2 separate regions of the Sus scrofa genome follow, and region 1 is linked to region 2. A link is a contact called in public HiChIP or PLAC-seq data. All regions are on one chromosome and are shown on one strand. The core of a region is the stretch at or near the end of the contact, and the rest is flanking DNA. Distances in the headings are between cores, read along the strand shown. Region 1 holds the start of RPL10A (ribosomal protein L10a). Region 2 holds the start of ZNF76 (zinc finger protein 76).

Evidence for each region. HiChIP or PLAC-seq counts read pairs in DNA pulled down with a chosen protein or histone mark.
Region 1: a contact with region 2 is called in an H3K27ac HiChIP or PLAC-seq map of alveolar macrophages. The contact joins the promoter of RPL10A here to the promoter of ZNF76 in region 2. A contact is called at or near these places in 1 of 5 promoter capture datasets (fetal liver), 1 of 47 Hi-C or Micro-C datasets (liver) and 2 of 2 datasets of contacts at active chromatin or transcription factors (alveolar macrophages and skeletal muscle).

What each region holds. Positions count from the first base shown.
Region 1 is chr7:31,324,551-31,329,674 of Sscrofa11.1, reverse strand. It overlaps RPL10A (ribosomal protein L10a), which reads right to left and starts at 1,912. Exons shown (of 6, transcript NM_001097477.2): 1 at 1,847-1,912; 2 at 1,412-1,486; 3 at 1,248-1,328; 4 at 746-894. The coding sequence starts at 1,851.
Region 2 is chr7:31,158,310-31,163,186 of Sscrofa11.1, reverse strand. ZNF76 (zinc finger protein 76) reads right to left here and starts at 2,057. Exons shown (of 14, transcript XM_021098617.1): 1 at 1,841-2,057. It overlaps TCP11 (T-complex protein 11 homolog), which reads left to right and starts at 2,105. Exons shown (of 12, transcript XM_021098623.1): 1 at 2,105-2,260; 2 at 2,408-2,501.

The DNA of each region.
Region 1 (5,124 bases), core at 663-3,162, 170 kb before region 2:
TCAAATCACAGAACAAAGATTAACCTGTCACCTTGCTTAAGAACCACTCCCTGGCCTGCTTCCCTTAAAAATAAAAATTAAGCAGAGCTTCCTTGCCTGCCCGCTTGCATCTTACAAGTGTCCTATCTTAATAAATCCATTTCTTGCGTTAAAAAAAAAAAATTAAAAAAGGGGGGGGGAGTTCCCGTTGTGGTGCAGTGGTTAATGAATCCGACTAGGAACCATGAGGTTTCGGGTTCGGTCCCTGCCCTCGCTCAGTGGGTCAAGGATCCAGCATTGCTGTGAGCTGTGGTGTAGGCTGCAGAGGCAGCTCGGATCCCGCATTGCTGTGGCTGTGGTGTAGGCCGGCGGCTACAGCTCTGATTAGACCCCTAGCCTGGGAACCTCTATGTGCTGTGGGAAGCAGCCCTACTAAAGGCAAAAAGACAAAAAAAAAAAAAAAAAATTCAGGGCTGTGGCAGGGGGTCAAGAAGCAAAATGCAGCGGCTCAAATTAAATCCCCGGCCCAGAAACTTCCATATACCATCGGTGTGACCATCAAAATGAACAGTAAACTGCCAAAAACAAGATAAGAAAAAATCACATTAGCCAACCACAGCACATCCTTTCTGTCACTGTATCTTTATGACTTTACTCCAGCACTTTGAAATCTAAGTGGCAGAAAGACCACTCATAACAAACCGCTCCCACGAGAACTGCCCCCACCCCAACACTTATACAAAAAATCACACGAGGAACCGCTCACCCAGCTTCTTGACCAGTTTCTTATTCTTGTTGAGTTTCTTCAGTGCCTCGATGTCCATGTGCGGGATATCCACAGCCTTGGCCTCATCACAATGCTGCTGGTCTCCCAGGACACACACGGAGAACTTGGGGCGGGGAGTAGACTTAAGCCTGCGTTAGGGGGACAGAACAGGTCATGCGCAGCCCGGGGTCCCACGTGCAGGTGAAGGGGTCTGGGACCGCCACAGCACTGAGCCTTACCCAGAGCGTCCACATTCACCAGCAGCTAGTCTGGCTTCTCAAACTAGCCGGCGGGTTCGGCCAAAGCCTCCCCACGCCTCCCCTCTTCTTTTAAGACCCAGGGTGGGGGTCCGTCCAGCCACGCCTGCCCGGAGCAGGGGGTCTGAACTACCCACGCACTTCAGGGCCGCACGTGCCCCGCCGCCTCGGGCTCAACAGGAGCCTGAAGGGAGGAGCCGGGCACGGGGACACTGAGGGCTGGGTGGGGTCAGAACGGTGCCAACCTGACGGTGCCCGAGAAGCGTTTGTCCTTCTGTGGGTCATAGTTCTTCAGGCTGATCTGAAGCTCCACCGTCTCCAAAAACCTTAGAGAGCGAACAAAGTTAGCCGGGGGCCGCGGCTCCCCGGCCCAGCCCAGCCCGCCCTGCCCGCGGAGGCCCGCGCTTACTTCCGGCGCTTGCGCTGGTTCCCGTGCAGGACCTCCCGCACCGCCTCGTACAGGGTGTCGCGAGAGACTTTGCTGCTGCAAGAGATAAACAAGACGAGCGCTCAGGACCCGAGAGCCATGACCACTGCCTCCGGGGGTCAGAAGCCTCATGTTTAGAGACGCGAGGAAGGTCCACGACCGACTCCTGGGGACTCCGGCCACCAAAGGGGGGCGATGTGGACCCAAGAAGCAGATGCAAACCTCGCCGAAGTGGCACCCGACTTAGGCGACCAAGCTTGGCGCGCTAAGTCGAACGCCAGGCCTGAAGGCCGAAACCTGACAACAAACGCCCTTCAGCGAAGCAAGGAGCAAGGACCTCCGATTTCGCTGTGTCTCCCTTCCCACAGGGTCACCCGGCAGAGCGGATGAGTGCGGATAGCATGGAGTAACTCTCACCTCATGGTGCCTGGCGCAGCGATAACCGGAAAAGAAAGTGACTAGCTCGCGCATGCGCTCAAATAGGACCTTGTTCTCGCGAGAGATGCTTTGTTCCCGCGGCTTCCCACCGGAGCCCTCCCTCAATCTCCCGGAGCGCCGCTGTCTGCGGCCGCACGAGGGCGCCGCTGCTGCGTGTTGCAAGGCTAGGTCTGCGAGAGGACAATCATGAGCCGCGGTGGTCCAGGGCGCACCTGAGAATGCTCCCTTTCACAGCAGCTGCTGCCAGGCCCTTAGGAAAGAGGCTAGGTCCGGGGCTGGAAGTACAGCAGTCACACTGCCGGGCACCGCACCCTGATGGCCGCTAAGAAGATGCAGCTCCTCCTGCATGTTTATCACACAAACGTGCGCCTGGTTCCACCTGCCCTCCGCATCTGCTTCTCTTCTCAAAAACAGGCTTTACTCCTGACCTCTCTCCTTCATCATCTTGCTCTAACGGGGCTCACGGTTCTGAGGAAGTTGTGAGAAAGAGTTCTGTTCCTGGACCCTCTGAGCCTGCCATGGAAAGAGCGGGAAAGGTTTTGTAATGAAATTTTTTACCTGATAGTTGATTCAATGATATCTATAGGTTAAGCGTTTACTATGAACAGCTAAGTGCTGTGGGAAAATATAGCTTAGCTTAGTACAGACATGCCCACAGTACTGTACACCCTTTCTGCCTCTTCTCTGTCCAACAGGCCCCCCATCCTCTCCGTTCACAGTAACCTCAAGAGCCCTTCAGATGCCTCCTCACATGCCATCTGCCCCGAAGACTTCCCAACTCCAGGCTGAGTGACTCGCACCCTCAAGCCCCCCTTTCCCAGGGCGGGATGCACAGCCCCACCTACTCAACCAACAGCTCTGACAGGGCTGGGATGGGTGGTACCACACATGATCCGGCCCACAGAAGGTGAATGAACTTCAAACTCAACCGCCTTCCCTTCATAGAGCATTTCACCAGGGAAAAAAGGTGCCCCCTGTCACTGGGCGTGGGGGCTCGGGGGGGGGTGTATGTTGATTGTCAACAAATGTCCAGAGATGATAGGAAAGCAGGCACTGCTTCGAATAACACATAATTGAACTTCCTGCTTTTTATTAAATACCACTGATAAATTACTTTTCAAGTCAGAAACAAGAACACAGAGGATCATAACATACACTTGGGCACAAGAGATTTGTGCTGAGCACATAGGTCCCCCAGGGCTCCTGGAGCATCATCCATCCACTTTGGGTCTGCTTTGACCCTACTGAGACCTAAGGCCTTTGCCCCCCCCCCTTCTTTTTTGGCCATGCCTGCAGCATGCAGAAGTTCCTGAGTCAGGGACTGAACCTGCGCCACAGTTACAGCCTGTGCTACAGCTGCAGCAGCACTGGATCCTTAACCCCATGCGCCACAAGGGAACTTCCCTATTGAGGCCTGTCTTAAAAGTTTCTGTCCCACAGCCTGAGGTAGAAGTGATGGGGAGGGAGCCCAGGGTCGGCAGCCCTTGGTAATACAGCTCAGCCAGCCCCAGCCCCATCCTGTTGGCTGGGAGACCCAGGCAGCCGCTCTGCAGCCGGGAACAGGGAGGCAGCTGATCCCTGGGCTGGCCAGGCAAGGGGTCAGGATGAGGTGCTGAGGGCAGAAGTGTCCTTCAGGAGCCCCAGGAGGGTGGTCTCTGGTGGACCGTCAGGGAGCCAGATGCCTCAGGGCGGCCAGCAGGGACTTCCTCAGGAAAGTGGTGTTGAGCTCTAGGGCTGTGGCCAGGCCTAGCCTCTGGGGCTCAGTGATCTGGAGAGAAGGAAGAATCGCATCAGGACTCCAGCAGCCGATCCCTTCCCTCCCCTCTGCCCCTGGGCTCTTTTTCTAGAAGAGAGGAATCCAGGACGCGGGGCAGCAGGAGATGACCCCTGAGCAATCTAACCTCCTTATCCCACCATGGTTAAGCAAGGTCTTTGGATTCAGGGAGACCTGGGCTCAGATTCTAACTGCACAGCGTGCTGTGTCAGCCACACTAACAACTGACAATTATTAGGTGCCTACCATGTGGCAGCACTTTATATGCACGACTTCATATAATCTTCACACACACCCCATTTTACAGATGAGGAAACTGAGGTTCGGAGACACTCCCCTGCCACATTTCTTCTGGGCCATTCTTTTGCTTCCCTGACCTGTTGCTACAACCTCCTGACCTGTCTCTGCCCTGTATCTTCACTCTCCAATTCCCCCTCCTTCAAAGGCCAGAGGTTCCTTATAGAAAGCAAATCTGATCAAGTCACTCCAGCTGAAGGCCCTGGGATAACTTCTGATGCCTCCCACTGAAGGAGGTCCTTCTTCCAGGATCTACACAGGGTCTCCAGAGGATCCAGAAGCCTGCTGAAATTGTGCATAACATGTGCATACTTTCATTTTTCTGGGAGATATATATATATGTATAGCTTTCACCAAATCATCAAATAGACCTGTGACTCCTGAGAAAAGGGGAAAGAGCCAAGTGAATACCTGACTTTCAAGATAAAGTCCAAGCCCCTCACCATAACCTACAGGGCCCTCCAGTAGATGCTACTGCTACTGGCAATGTGACCTAGAGCAAGTTGGGTTTTTTTTTTTTTTTTTTTTGGTCTTTTTAGGGCTGTACTCATGGCATATGGAAGTTCCCAGGCTAGAGGTTAATCAGAGCCACAGCAACACCAGATCCGAGCCAAGTCTGCGACCTACACCATAGCTCATGGCAACGCTGGGTCCTTAACCCACTGAGCGAGGCCAGGGATCGAACCCACATCCTCATAGATACTAGTCAGGTTCATTACCACTGAGCCACAGTGGGAACTCTTGATCTGGGGCAAGTTACTTTAACCTGCATCTCAATTTCCTCATCTATAAAACGGAGCTAATAGTAGTATCTTCTCATAGGGCTAACACGTGGCCTAAACTAGTGAGTTAAAGGGCCCAGAACAACACCTGGAACAGAGCAGGGGCTGTGCCAGTATCAGCTCTCTAACCTCGTCCCCGACACCATCCACTCTAGGGTGTTTAGGCCGCAGCTACAATGAACTACTGCAGATCCCCTCGGATGTTCAGTGCTCACACGCTTTCTTCTGCCTGGAGTGCCCGCTCCTCCATCTCAGCCCGACCACCACTCACCCACTCAGTCAGGAAGCCTGTCCCTGCTCCCAACCACAAACAAGGTTCAGTTGGAGCCTCTTGCTCTGTCCTCAAATGCCCTGTGCCTTTCACCTGCCTCCTACAAGATGCTACAATCATCTGTTTATCAGCT
Region 2 (4,877 bases), core at 808-3,307:
TTTAGGGGCAAGATAAGCAATAGATTAAATAGGTTTTGAAAACTGTAGGTTCCAAGCCCAGCTCTGCTACTCATCTGTGGGAGTTTTAGGTTCTTCAACTGTTTAAAACCAAACCAAAACATACAAAGAATGGGAAATGGTGGTAGATCTAATAAGAATCACCTCTTGGGGTGGTTGAAGGGCAAACTTAATTTACACATACAAAGCCTGGCACACAGTAGGTGCTCACCAATAAGTGCCAATCATTTTTAAGGCGATGTTGGGGTAAAGAACCACAGAAGTGAGGAGTCCACAGCACAGATAAGAGGGTGGGGATTCCAAGAGCTCAGGGGAATACAGATAATGCAAGGTGTGGCCCTTTGCTCATTATCTGTTGATAGCACCCAGGACAGAGTAAGACCAATAGGAGCTTCTCAGCTTCCAATAAAGGGCTCCGGTGGGCTATGCATGGTGCCAAGTGCTTTGAGTGCATTGCCTCAGGCACTAGTATCCTCCACTAATAAAGGTGAAGACTGAGGCTAAATGGTGTGCCTAAGGTGTCACAGCTGAAGGGCCAGAGTCACACCAGAACCCAGGTCTCTTACCACATCATTGTCCCAGGCTGATGCGGCTTTGCAAACACATTAACTGATGAGGCCCAAACAAGGGAAACAGGTATGGACTCTTAAGGGGGTCATGAGAGTGAAGGAAAAAGGTTTAAGAAACAAACAAGTGGACCCTGGGGTGAGGTCCGAACAGCAAACTTCTAGGGAGGAGTACAAAAATGATTGCAAACAAGTATTATCTTGACTGAGAATTGCAGAATTCCACAGCTGGAAGCAAACTGAGATCATTTAACCCAAACTTATAATACAGATTAGAAACTGAGGTCCGGACCAAGGAAAGGATTCTCCCAGCTTCCCAAAGCAAAATTGTGGCTGAACTAGGACTTGAATTTGGAACCACACCCTCAATACAGATTCTCTGATGCCTCCAACTATGTCTACTTCATATTCATCGTGTCTTCCTGGGCACCGGTGGGTGCCAGGGCACTTGTAAGTCATGTACTGATTGACATCGGGGGGCTGGAGGTGCAGAGAGGGATGTGAGCGGAGGTGATTTGAGGATGAAGGGGGAACATGGAATGAGGATCACGAGTTAATAGGAAAAGAAAAGAAGGGATTATCAGATATCGAGGGTTATGTGGAAGTGACTGGGTGGGAAACTATTTTAGTAAGTAGGGCTTAAGAGCTACCAGGAAAGGTTTGAGGGGAGTCACCAAGTTTGTGAGGGAACACAGGGTAGACTGGAGGGATTGCCATACCAGTGAGGGCACTGAGAAGGTTTGGGGGTCACCACGGAGGGATGTGGGGATCTCGTGAGTCACTGGGTTGGGTCCCTGGGCAGTACTGGGGAAATTCCGGGGTTGGAAGTGAAGACTACCTGGCGAGGTCTTAGGGTCAGTGGGTGGGGTGTGCGGTCACAGAGGTGGAGGCGGGAGCTGCCGCGGGGTGGGCTTGGGAGTCAAGGGGGAGGAGTCGCAGGGCGGACGGAATGGAGGGGCACGGAGGGGGGCCGGGGGCCGGGACCCGGGGTGGGGGAGGGGTCAGGCCGCCATCAGGCCGCCGGGCCACGGGCCAGGGCCGGAGGAGGGTGGGCACGGCGGGCTCGGGACATTCCCGGGGCCCTGCGCCCGCCCGGCCTCCCACCTGGGCACAGTGGACCCACTCTTCCCGCAGCCACCAACCTGACAGCCCCCGAGGGTGACTCCGCCGACAGACCGCCATGCACCGGGCCCCGCCACCAGCGCCGGCCCCGCAACCCGCCTGCGCCATAGCCCGCCCGCCCGCGCGCAGCTTGCCTCCTGCGATATCCAGGTTCCAGGGCCGCCGCACTTTCCTCTCCTCTCGGCGCGCCTCTACTGGGCCCCGGAACCCGTATAGAAAATACAGGGCACGCTCCACCCCGAACCCCCAGTCGCCGCGGCCGCCGTCCTACTTATCCCGGTTCCCGGGCCGCGGGTGCCCGGGCGGCTGGGCTCTGAACGGTGCCCCTCAGAGCCCCGCCCCGCCCCCCAGCCGGGGTGACGCACCGCCCGCAAGGCCGAGCGCCCGGGGAGGGCGTGATGACGTCACGACGCCCCGGTCAGGGCCTGGGCGCGGCTCGCGAGCCGGGTCGTCTCTATAGCGATGAGGAGCTGCCAGCTGTCCTGCGGAGGCACTCGGTCCACCTGAAGCCTGAGACGGGAGCGGGGAGGAGCCCGAGGCCGCGGGGCCAGAAGGTGCGCTTCTGGAGCCAGGGAGGGCCGGAGGGGCAGATGGTGAGGGAAGCCGTTCCCGCGGGTCCCGCTGCCGGCCCCGGGGCTCCGAGCCCCCCGGCTTCCTCCTGCGCCTTAGGGTCCTGGCGCTTTGCTGCGCGCCCTCCGCAGGCACCGCCTACGACCTTCGAGCCACCCTCCGAAGAAAGCCACCGCAGGTGTTACTAGCTCCTGGTTGAAAAGGACGACGTCGAGGAGCCGTCAGGTACTGGCCTCTTAAGGGAGGGCGCCCTGACGGTCCTCTTTGGTTCTCTCACCCTCATTCCCCGTCAGCCCCACCCCCAGCCTCAAAACCTGCTACTCCCCCTTGTCGGCTCGTCTCGGGGTGAACCGGACCAACCCCTTTGTGATGGGGGAATTTTCAGACACCCAAGGGAAAAGTGAAAAGGAGTAATTAAAATGTTGGTTAAAAATTAGAAGTAAATAAAAAGCGGAGCTAGATGAGGAACTGGTAGTTTGCTTCTTAGGAGAGGAACTGGGTGCCTGGAGGAATGAGGTGAGAAACCTTCCTTTTAGACTTGACGTCCTTTCTTTTGTCGCTGCTCTCCCCCCCCGCCAATTTTTTTTAACTTAAAAATTTTTTTTAGGAGTTCTTGTCGTGGCGCAGCGGAAAAGAATCCGACTAGGAACCATGAGGTTGCAGGTTCGATCCCTGGCCTTGCTCAGTGGGTTAAGGATCTGGTTTTGTATTGAGCGGTGGTGTAGGTCACAGACGCGGCTGGGGTCTGGTGTTGCTGTGGTGTTGGCCGGCAGCTGTAGCTCTGATTTGATCCCTAGCCTGGGAGCCTCCACATGCTGCGGGTGCGGCCCTCAAAAGAAAAAAAAAGAAAAAAAATTTTAAAGCATTCCGATGTTACTTACTGTGCAGCACAGGGAACTGTGTACAGTCTCTTGGGTTAGAACCTGATGAAAGATAGTATGAAAAAATGTGTGTATATATATCTATGACTGGGTCGTTTAGGTGTACAGTGGAAATTGAAGGAACATAGTAAATCAACTATGCTTTAATAAAAAAATTTAAAAAAGGAAATGTGGGATTTAAACCCAGATCTATGAGAATAATAATAATAATAATAATAATAAAAGACAGTAGTTTGATAAACTAGAAACATTTACAAAGCAGTGTGTTTGGCATCTGTGGTAGCTAAAGATGCCATTGGAGGCATTGGGGGTTCGTCTTTTCCCCCATCTTACCTTAGCTACAAGAGCCTTCCCGTCTTATTTGTCTTGGCACAACAATTCCAGAGGTGGACCTGGAGCTACGGTGCTTATCAGGTTCTCAGTTTAGAGGGGCAGTGAGTGACAATTGATGGCCACTTCTTATGGTTAATAAATAATCCTTTCTGTACCTTTTGGTATAGAAATAACATGATCTTTAAGGTGTCTTCTTTCTGTTCTTTTTTGGTGGAAATTTGACAAGTTATTTTACGTAGATAAGAGAGAGAAAACCTAGTAGCTTGTCGTGCAACATAAACTTCTGGTTAGACAACAAGCAGGGAATAGAACTCAGGTTGTACTAGGTAGTCCCCCCACTCCCATCTTTTTCCATAATTAAAAAAAATGCCTCTTTCCTTTCTCACATTCCTTGCAGTTCCTAATCTGACTGGCTAATCACCTCTCCCATTGCACATCAAAAACTCTGGAAAGGGAGTTCCTGCTTTGGCACAGCAGGTTAAGGATCCAGCGTTGCCTCTGCAGGGGCTCAGGTCGCTGCTGAGGCACTGTTGGATCTCCCCCCCCCCCCCCCCCCCCCGCCCCGTGCAGTGGGTTAAGGATCTGGCATTGCTGCAGCTGTGGTGTCGGTCTCAGCTGCAGCTTGGATTTGATTCCTGGCTGGGGAACAAAATAAGAACAAAACCAAAACAAAACTCTGGGAAACCAGTGTCTGAGTTTGAAGTATTAAGACTCCAATGGTGGGTAATTTCAGGTGCTCAGGAGAACTGGGGAGGAAGACATTTTGGCTTTTTTTGTCTTTTGTTGTTGTTGTTGCTATTTCTTGGGCCACTCCCTCGGCATATGGAGGTTCCCAGGCTAGGGGTTGAATCGGAGCTGTAGCCACCGGCCTACGCCAGAACCACAGCAACGCAGGATCCGAGCCGCGTCTGCAACCTACACCACAGCTCACGGCAACGCTGGATCGTTAACCCACTGAGCAAGGGCAGGGACCGAACCCGCAACCTCATGGTTCCTAGTCGGATTCGTTAGCCACTGCACCACAACGGGAACTCCCCAGGAAGACATTTTGGAGTGGAGGATTGAAGATCATTTCTAGCTGATTCTGTTCTGCCTTTGAGCCCCATCCCGACAATATACCATATAGGCTAGTGGCCTTTAGACATTTTAAAAAATTGACTCCATAAAAGAATTTTAAAGTATGTATCTCCTTGTTCATTTCTAAGTTGATATCTAAATTTTCCATCATAAATTTAAATACTTGTAGAGGATATAATTTCTGACTTACTGTAAATTATGACATTTAAACTAAAACCATTATATTGTTCTTAAATGTATCTAGTAGACTCCAAATACCCTAAATATTTGATATCTACCAACATCCACTTAAAAATATATAAACCAGCTC